Regions from separate parts of the Mus musculus genome. Here region 1 is linked to region 2. Evidence: chromatin contacts called from public Micro-C data. All regions are on one chromosome and are shown on one strand. Each heading gives the region's core, a stretch centred on a gene start, on an enhancer-like site or on the middle of the called end of the contact. The rest is flanking DNA. Distances are from core to core; before and after follow the strand shown.

Region 1 (3,798 bases), core at 843-3,342, 60 kb after region 2:
CTAACTCTGATACATACCATTCACAGTCCAATCCTTTTATTGGAATTAGGGTTTCTCAAAACGTTTTTCTAGATTTATGTTGATAAGGAAACTGAAAAGACCCAGCAGTCATTTAAAGCCCCATAGGAAAACCCCGTTTTTGAGTTTCCAGATAGATTGAATTTTAGGAAACCATTAGCGCACAGAAAAGGTAAATTTATTGACGAACAGCTCTCTTAAAACGCTTAGAGAGAATGCAAATGTACCCACGAACGGCCCAGTGGAAGCCAGTATTACAAGTACACTTTCCCGGGTTCATTCCTTCTGACTTCTAAGTGCTACAAAATGGAGCGTTCAATCTGTGTATTCCTTCAAAGTTGCCCCAGCGGTTTCTCGATTGCATGTCACATACGTTTAGTTCAGCGAGTACAGAAACTCACTTGTGGGGGAGGGAGCAAATAGTATCTAGGTCTACTGTTGTTACAAATTAAGAGTTTATTTAGCCGAGCAGCTAGATAACTTTTCCTTCCTTCTTAAGAGGCTTTTTGTAGGGAGGTTAATCGAGATTTTCGAAGCTTCAAAAACCCCGTTCTACAACAAGCCTGCCTAGGAGGGGGGGCTGGAGTGGGGGCGGCAACTCTTCTTTCCACTCAAGTTACAGCCCGAGTGGGCTAACGACATGGCAGTGTTTGGAAAACCAATTAAGTTTTGGGCAAAGTTCCTGTGCTGCTTTAGCCTAAAGCAAGTTCTTTAAAAATTAAGTAATTAAAAGCGGGGGGAGCGACACTAAAGAAATCTACCAGGACCTATCGGAATGTTAATACTTTGAAACGGTTTCACTTCTGTGCTGGATCCAGTTGGGAAAATAACCAGGCGTCGTGGATACGGATAAGCAGCCATGTTCACATCCGCAGTCAGTTAAAGAGCAATGGCGAGCTTGGAATTAGTCATTGCTTCCCAAACATTACCTTTAATCACAGTTGAGCCGGGCAGAACTCGGCCTATGAGTCAACCTGCAACGCGCTATCAAAGGCCGGCGCAGAAACCTCTGCACCGTGAGCGCAGCCGAGCTCCTGCGCAACACACAGACGTGGCTCATTTAAAAGCTTTCGGGCCGAACAGTAAATAATAGGTTACGATTTAGGAAAAGGACACGTGAGCCCACCGAGTGTGAAAGGATCCCGCCCGCGCGAGTTCCAGGGCACGGCGGAGGCGAGTGGGGGGTCGAGGGAGCTTCGCTCGGGCTGGGGAGCCCGAACCCTGCATCCGGAGAGCGCCTGGGCCGCGAGAACAGAAAAGCTTTCGGGAGAGGGAGGGGGAGGGGACCGGGAGAAGGAACCAGAAACTCAATGGACCAGTTCAACCCCCACCCCTCACCGGCACGCGAAAACAAGAGGGCAGTTAACACAGCTCCACCGGAGACTGCAGTGGCGCGGGAAGGGGAGATCGGGTACCCCCGGCTGGGGTCCCGCACAAGACGCCGGCCCCCTCCCCCTCCTCCCCTCCCCCTCGTCAGAGCGAAGGTGCGGAGCGGAGGCGCGCGCATTGTGCACCCCCCCTGCGGCCAACTCCGCGAAAACAACCCCCAGCACCGCACCCCCACGCGGCCCCGCGCCCCCGGGATACCCTTACCTGTCGCGAGTGGGACTTGGGCTCAGGCGGCTTGAAGAAGGAGTCGGGCAGCTTGCGAAGCCGCATGGGCACGGTCTGAGGCACGTTGGCCGTCTTGGGGTTCATGACGGCATTGAAGAGCGCCTCCAAGTCGGTCTCCGAGTCCCCGCGGACGTGCACGACCTGGTGGCCGGCCGGGGGTGCGGGCGGGGCCGCGGGGGTCCCGGCCGGAGACACGGACGGCGGCGCGGGGCCTTGCGGGGCCGGCTGGGGCGGCGGCTGTTGCGCGGGCTCCATGGCTGCGGCCTCGTTCGACGCTCGGGGCACTGCGCTCAGGTTCGGGGGGCTGCGACGCGCGCCCGCATCGCCCTGCACTCCTTGCCCGAGGCCGCCTCCCCTCTCCTCCCCTCCCCTCCGCGAGCTCCTTCCTTCCTCCCTTTCTTTGCCCCCGGCCGCGGCGGCGTCCCAACTGAGACAGAAACTTTGGCTCCAGACGCCCAAACTAAAAAGTTGCGAGGAGCGCCCGCCCGCGCGCCTCGCGGGCTCCGCCTCCTCGACGCTCTTCCTTCCTCTGCGCGCCCGCCCGCACCGAATCCGCGGCCCGCGGCCCCCGGGGAAACTTTCCCTGCGCGTCGCTACATTCCTGCAGACTCCCGGCCGCACGTGACCCGGGGGCGACCGCGCTGCGTGCGCACCCACCGGCCGGCCCCGAGCCGCTCGGCTGCGGGCGCAGATCCTGCCGGACCCGCGCGCAACGCCAAGGCCGCGAGGAATCGGGACAACCGGCTTGGTAGGGTGGATGCAAAGGCCACACTGTTCACCCGCACTAAGGTTAATCCGGTCCGCGTTTTAACATTGATTCCATTTACCACCAAGTTTGAAGAAGAAACAACAAAACACTTGAGGGCGGGTGCAAATGATTTCAAAGTGAAGCTTGGAAACCAGGAGTTGCACTGGGAGTACCTTACAAAAGGAAACAGTATTACTTTTTAAATTTTGTTTTAAACAGGCTTTACTCTGTAGTCAAGGATATCCTCCAACTCTTTGTGCCACAGCTTCCACAGACAGCTAGGATTCCAAGCCAGGGCCTCTGCTAGCCCGGTTTTTGTAGGTTCATAGGTTCGTCCTTTTTCTTTTCTTTTTTCTTTTTTTTCTTTTCTTTCTTCCTTCCTTCCGCTCCCCCTTTCTCCCTCTCCTTCCTTTTTCTTCCTTTTTGTGTTTCTAATTATGTACAAGTGAGCACAGGTGAAGGTCAGAGGACCATTTGTGGGATCTGTTTTCTTCTTGGTTGTGGGTCCCAGAAATCGAGCTCAGGTACCCTGAACCATCCATCTCATGTTGACTACCCTATTTTGCTGTTTTGAGTCAGGTTCCTATGTAGCTAAGGCTTTCCTCCAATTCACTACATAACTGAGGCTAGCTTAAAATTTCTGCTCCCCCTACCTCAGCCTATAAAGGGCTCAAATAACAAATGTGGGGCACCTTGCTCAGCAAACTTTTTTTTTTTTTAAGTGAAAAGTCAATTTTTTAACACCAAAACTTGACATTTCTTTGGGAACTTCAACTCAAAACATAAGTCACTGTTTAACCTCATGGAGCATTGTGGGTTTTCCTCTTGTGTTTAGTACAAGGGTAAACAATGCAGGGTAGACTAAGAAATGAACCTCAATGGAGATTACCTTAGCCCCTGATTCTCTGTGTGTCAGTCTTTTATCTATCAGGAGCCTATCTGGAATCACTCCAAAAATGATAAAAATCTGTTCGTGTTTTTTAAGTTAATTATTTTGTATTGGGTGTTTTGCCTGAGTTTATGTCTTTGCCTTGGTTCCACAGAGGTCCAAAAGATGGTATTAGATTCCATGGAATTGGAGTACAACTGGTTGTGAACAGCCACGTGGGTACAGGGATTCGAACCTGAGCCTTCTTAGGAACCAGTACTTTTAGTGACCGGCCCTCTCCTCAGCCCCTTGTTGAAGTCATGAGCTACAAAACAAGAACTGGTTTTAATGAGGTATAACTGACATAACTATATAGTCTTCCACTTAAGCAGTTTGGTGCTTTTTGAGTGTATTCCCAGAGTTGTGCAACACTGACTTTAAACACACAAATTTCTTCTCCAGAAATCTGGTTTCTTGTTCTAATGATTTTGTCTGCAGTGTGAGTGAAACGGGTATAAATAGGATTAAGCAAAGAAAGGACCCTTGAGCA
Region 2 (3,789 bases), core at 121-2,620:
GATAGGCATTATACTCAAGGCAAGGTAAACTGGCTGAAATCTGAAACCTGGAAAACAGAACTGACTGAGCGGCACCTTAAATAGTTTTGAGAATTCACATTGAGACATCTGCTTCTTGTTCATTCCTTGCTTTGACTCAGGCAGGTCCACGCCTTCTTCTGTTTGTCAGCCCTTGCCCACCCCAACCCCGGCTGCCCTGGAACTCTCTGTAGACCAGGCTAGCCCAAAACTCACCTACCTCTGCCTCTTGAGTACTGGTATTAAAGGCATGTTCCAGCATCACCTGGCAGGTGATCGCACACACACGTCTGTTATTGTTCTAGCTATAGAACCAGCCTTGGTTTCTTCTGCTGCTGCCTTCTCTCCTGTCCTCAGAAAAGAAGGTTCTGGGCTTCCTGCCATTCTTTTTTTTTAATTTTTTTATTGTATTTTATTTAGGTATTTTCTTCATTTACATTTCCAATGCTATCTCAAAAGTCCCCCATACCCCCCCCCCCCGCCATTCTCTTAACACAATTTAGTTAAATCAAATTTTATATGAACAAACACACATGGTACTTACCCTTTTATTTAGTGTATACAATCACACACCCCTATGTAGACCTAAGCCAGGTGCCATGACGATGCACACCTGTAATTCTAGCACCCGGAAGGTTGAAGCAGAAGGATTTCAAGCCCTAAAGCCCAGGCTCTAACAGCCTTGTTTTAACAGTCAGATACAAACCCTAGAACTAGTCTAATCTCTGTCCTCTTCAATTTCTGACTGTTGCCACAGTGTTTATCTTTCATTTTTAAAAGATGACATCATATTTAATACGGAGCCACAGATCAATGGCTTTCCCTTCTTTCCAGGCTGTATTAAGGATCAAATCTAGTACTTCACACTTGCCAGCCATGCACTGTAAAAAATGACACTGAAGTCAGGGGCAGGAAACTCAACTTCATCCTGGAAAGCAGGCAGCGCCATCTTCCGTATCAGCCACCATGGAAAGCTCCCTCGCCATCAGGCTGGGACCACTGACTTTACTCACAGGGCAGGGCTCTAAACATGTCCCAGATTAGCTGAGATTCACAGGCTCACTGGGAAAAGCTACTGCATGTTTGAATTATTACAGAAGAAAATGCGCTAAAAATACTTACTTGATTTAGAAAAAGTCAAATACTCTAGTAGAAGAACTATTTGACCTCTGACACAGGGCAGAAGCCTGACCTGACTCTGGCCAAATTTCTTCTGACTTGCTTACTTCCCCATTTTTGAAAGACTTTCAAACTTTTCCAACTACCTTTGGGAAAAGAGAAGTTTAACAAGCTTGTATTTTTAGCTCAGTAGTCTAATTTTAGGCACTGTGTTCAAGATGAAATAATTCCACGTTCCTTGGAGACAGAGCAACTTGCAACATCTAATGCTTCGGGTGATATCACTCCTGTAGACCATCCAATTATGTCCCAGGCTTAAGTTGTAGCAGCTACCCACACTGACCCAGTTAAAGGACCATGGATGGATTTCTGTGCTGAGGACCAAACTGGAGAGAGGCAAACGCTGAACCAATGAAGCTACAGCCCAAGCAACAATCGTTATGATAGGACAGCTTACAGGTGATCTTTTGAAAAGTCAGCTCTAATTTCATGCTCACCCTCCTTCAGTAGCTGACTGATGGAGTAGGGTGCACCCCCACTCTTCCACTCATGTATTGAGAACTGCCCAAAGCCTTCTCAAAGGCTCTGACAACATGTAGAATGCTTTCTGTTCATTAAGTGTAACTGTCACATGCCGTAGCATAGTGTTGTTTGCTGAAAAAACATGCACACAGACTAAGAAACAGGAAACCCTGTAGCAACCTTGGCTCCAAGTGACATCTGACACAGGGTTCAGGGTGCACGTGAGTGTGCACAATGGTGCTCACATGCATGCAGGTTGATTTATATAGGAAGAGAAGCTGTTCTCAACGAATGCCCAAGACATGACTAAGAAAGAGGTGAGTAGGCAGGAAGCCAGGTGTGTGACTGTAATTATTAGTGGGGGGTAGAGGAAAAAGGACTACTTCTAGTGCAAGGCCAGGCTGGACCACAAAAAACAAAATATGACAAAAAAAAGAAAGAAAGAAAGAAAGAAAGAAAGAAAGAAAGAAAGAAAGAAAGGAAGGAAGGAAGGAAGGAAGGAAGGAAGGAAGGAAGGAAGAAAGGAAGAAAGCCAGCCAGCCAGCCAGCCAGCCAGCCAGCCAGCCAGGGAAACTGCATTATTTATGCAAAAATCCACTCCCCCATCATTTATGTGGAAAACACTCAACAACTGATCACTACTCTAGCTTTTGACAATTTCTTGAAGCCAGCAACAAACAGGTTTAACTTTACTGAATCCTATTTGCTGCATATGCAAATGCTAAGGGTAGCCAACGGTGGGTGCAGCCAAGTCAGTCGACTTCAGCAGTCCTGAGCTATGTGAAAAACATGTGCTTTAGGATACAGGCACGGGCAAGTTGACAATCATCTGTTTAAGGAGGGTCACCTTTGTGAAGGGAAAACTTAAACGTAGGAAATGAAAAATTAACTCCCCAAATACATATTCGTATAAACAGTCTGTCTTGGTGATAGCTGTCTGGACCACAATTCTGTTGTTGGTAGTTTTTTGGTTTTTTTCAGACAGGGTTTCTCTGTGTAGCCCTGGTTGTCCTTGAACTCAGAAATCTGCCTGTCTTTGCCTCCCAAGTGCTGGGATTAAAGGCATGGGCCACCACTGCCCGGCTAAACCAACAATTTATAAGCTGCAATTGTTCAAGGTCTTAGCCAGGTATGGTGGTGATCCAAGTTCAAGGTCAACCCTGATTCAAAAACTAAACCAAGACAGACCAGGGTCGTATTTGTCTCATTTCGCAACTCACCTTTAAGTCATAAAGTTCTTCATTATTTCTAAAATAAACATATTAAATTGGGCTGTTTCTGACAGATTTCTAGAGTTTGGTCTTTTTTGACTCAGAACTTAAAAAGCAAAAGCCAAACAAGAAAAAACCAGAAAGCTCTTTATGGCATCACTTCCTCAAGAGAATTTTAGTTAGTAAATCAAAGATGTAAACTATTAGCAGTGTACAGGGTGTAAGGGTAACTACTCTGCAATACCATTGTCTTACTATGTAGCCCTGAATGGCTTGGAATTCACCATGTAGACCAGGCTGGCCCTGAACTAATTAAATAAACCTAGGATTTATGAAAAATTAGGAATTCCAAGAGAAAAGAGATAATGTTGAAGAAAGTGTTAAAGAATTGTAAATTATGATTTCTGATGTCCGTTAACTTGGAAGACAGTTTTGAGTTGGGGGAAGTCAAATTCTTTGCTACTAAATTTTCAAGAAAGAAATGTCTTTGGCAATTATTTTTACATGGTTCTGAACAGTGATTTGATTTTGCGTAAATTGTTTGCTTAAAAATATAGAGCAGCACAGCCGGGCGTGGTGCCTCACGCCTTTAATCCCAGCACTCAGGAGGCAGAGGCAGGTGGATTTCTGAGTTTGAGGCCAGAGGTCTACAGAGTAAGTTCCAGGACAGCCAGGGCTACACAGAGAAACCCTGTCTCGAAAAACCTATATATATATATATATATATATATATATATATATATATATGGCAGCTGAACCTTTTTTCTATCAAGTGTTAATGTACATGTAGCTAGTCAAATCCTCCAATGCTACCACTCATTCACAGAGTCACTCCTGAGGCACCCTGAGCTGTGCCAGGAACAAGGACAATTGTCTCACCCAGCCACACAACACTGACACTGTCATTTCTATGAAGATT

Evidence for each region. A called contact is a pair of places that touch in the nucleus more often than the background predicts.
Region 1: a Micro-C map of brown adipocytes shows a contact between it and region 2, with 2.4 times the contacts expected there. The contact joins the promoter of Yap1 here to the enhancer-like site in region 2. A contact is called at or near these places in 1 of 39 promoter capture datasets (hippocampal neurons), 12 of 484 Hi-C or Micro-C datasets (the 3T3-L1 cell line, the C2C12 cell line, the HL-1 cell line and 8 more), 4 of 115 datasets of contacts at active chromatin or transcription factors (craniofacial prominence and embryonic stem cells) and 3 of 9 other capture datasets (adipose tissue, liver and pancreatic islet).

Annotation. Positions count from the first base shown.
Region 1 is chr9:8,002,504-8,006,301 of GRCm38.p6, forward strand. Yap1 (yes-associated protein 1) reads right to left here and starts at 2,093. Exons shown (of 9, transcript NM_001171147.1): 1 at 1,612-2,093. The coding sequence starts at 1,887.
Region 2 is chr9:7,942,826-7,946,614 of GRCm38.p6, forward strand. The region is part of intron 6 of Yap1 (yes-associated protein 1); the gene reads right to left. Among named protein-coding and RNA genes, the nearest start is that of Yap1, 60 kb to the right of the region's middle. Within about 2 kb of position 1,371, at least 27 of the 459 cell types and tissues checked have an H3K27ac peak or open chromatin away from gene starts, as enhancers often do. A contact at or near this core is called in adipose tissue, brown adipocytes and uterus, where this site is marked.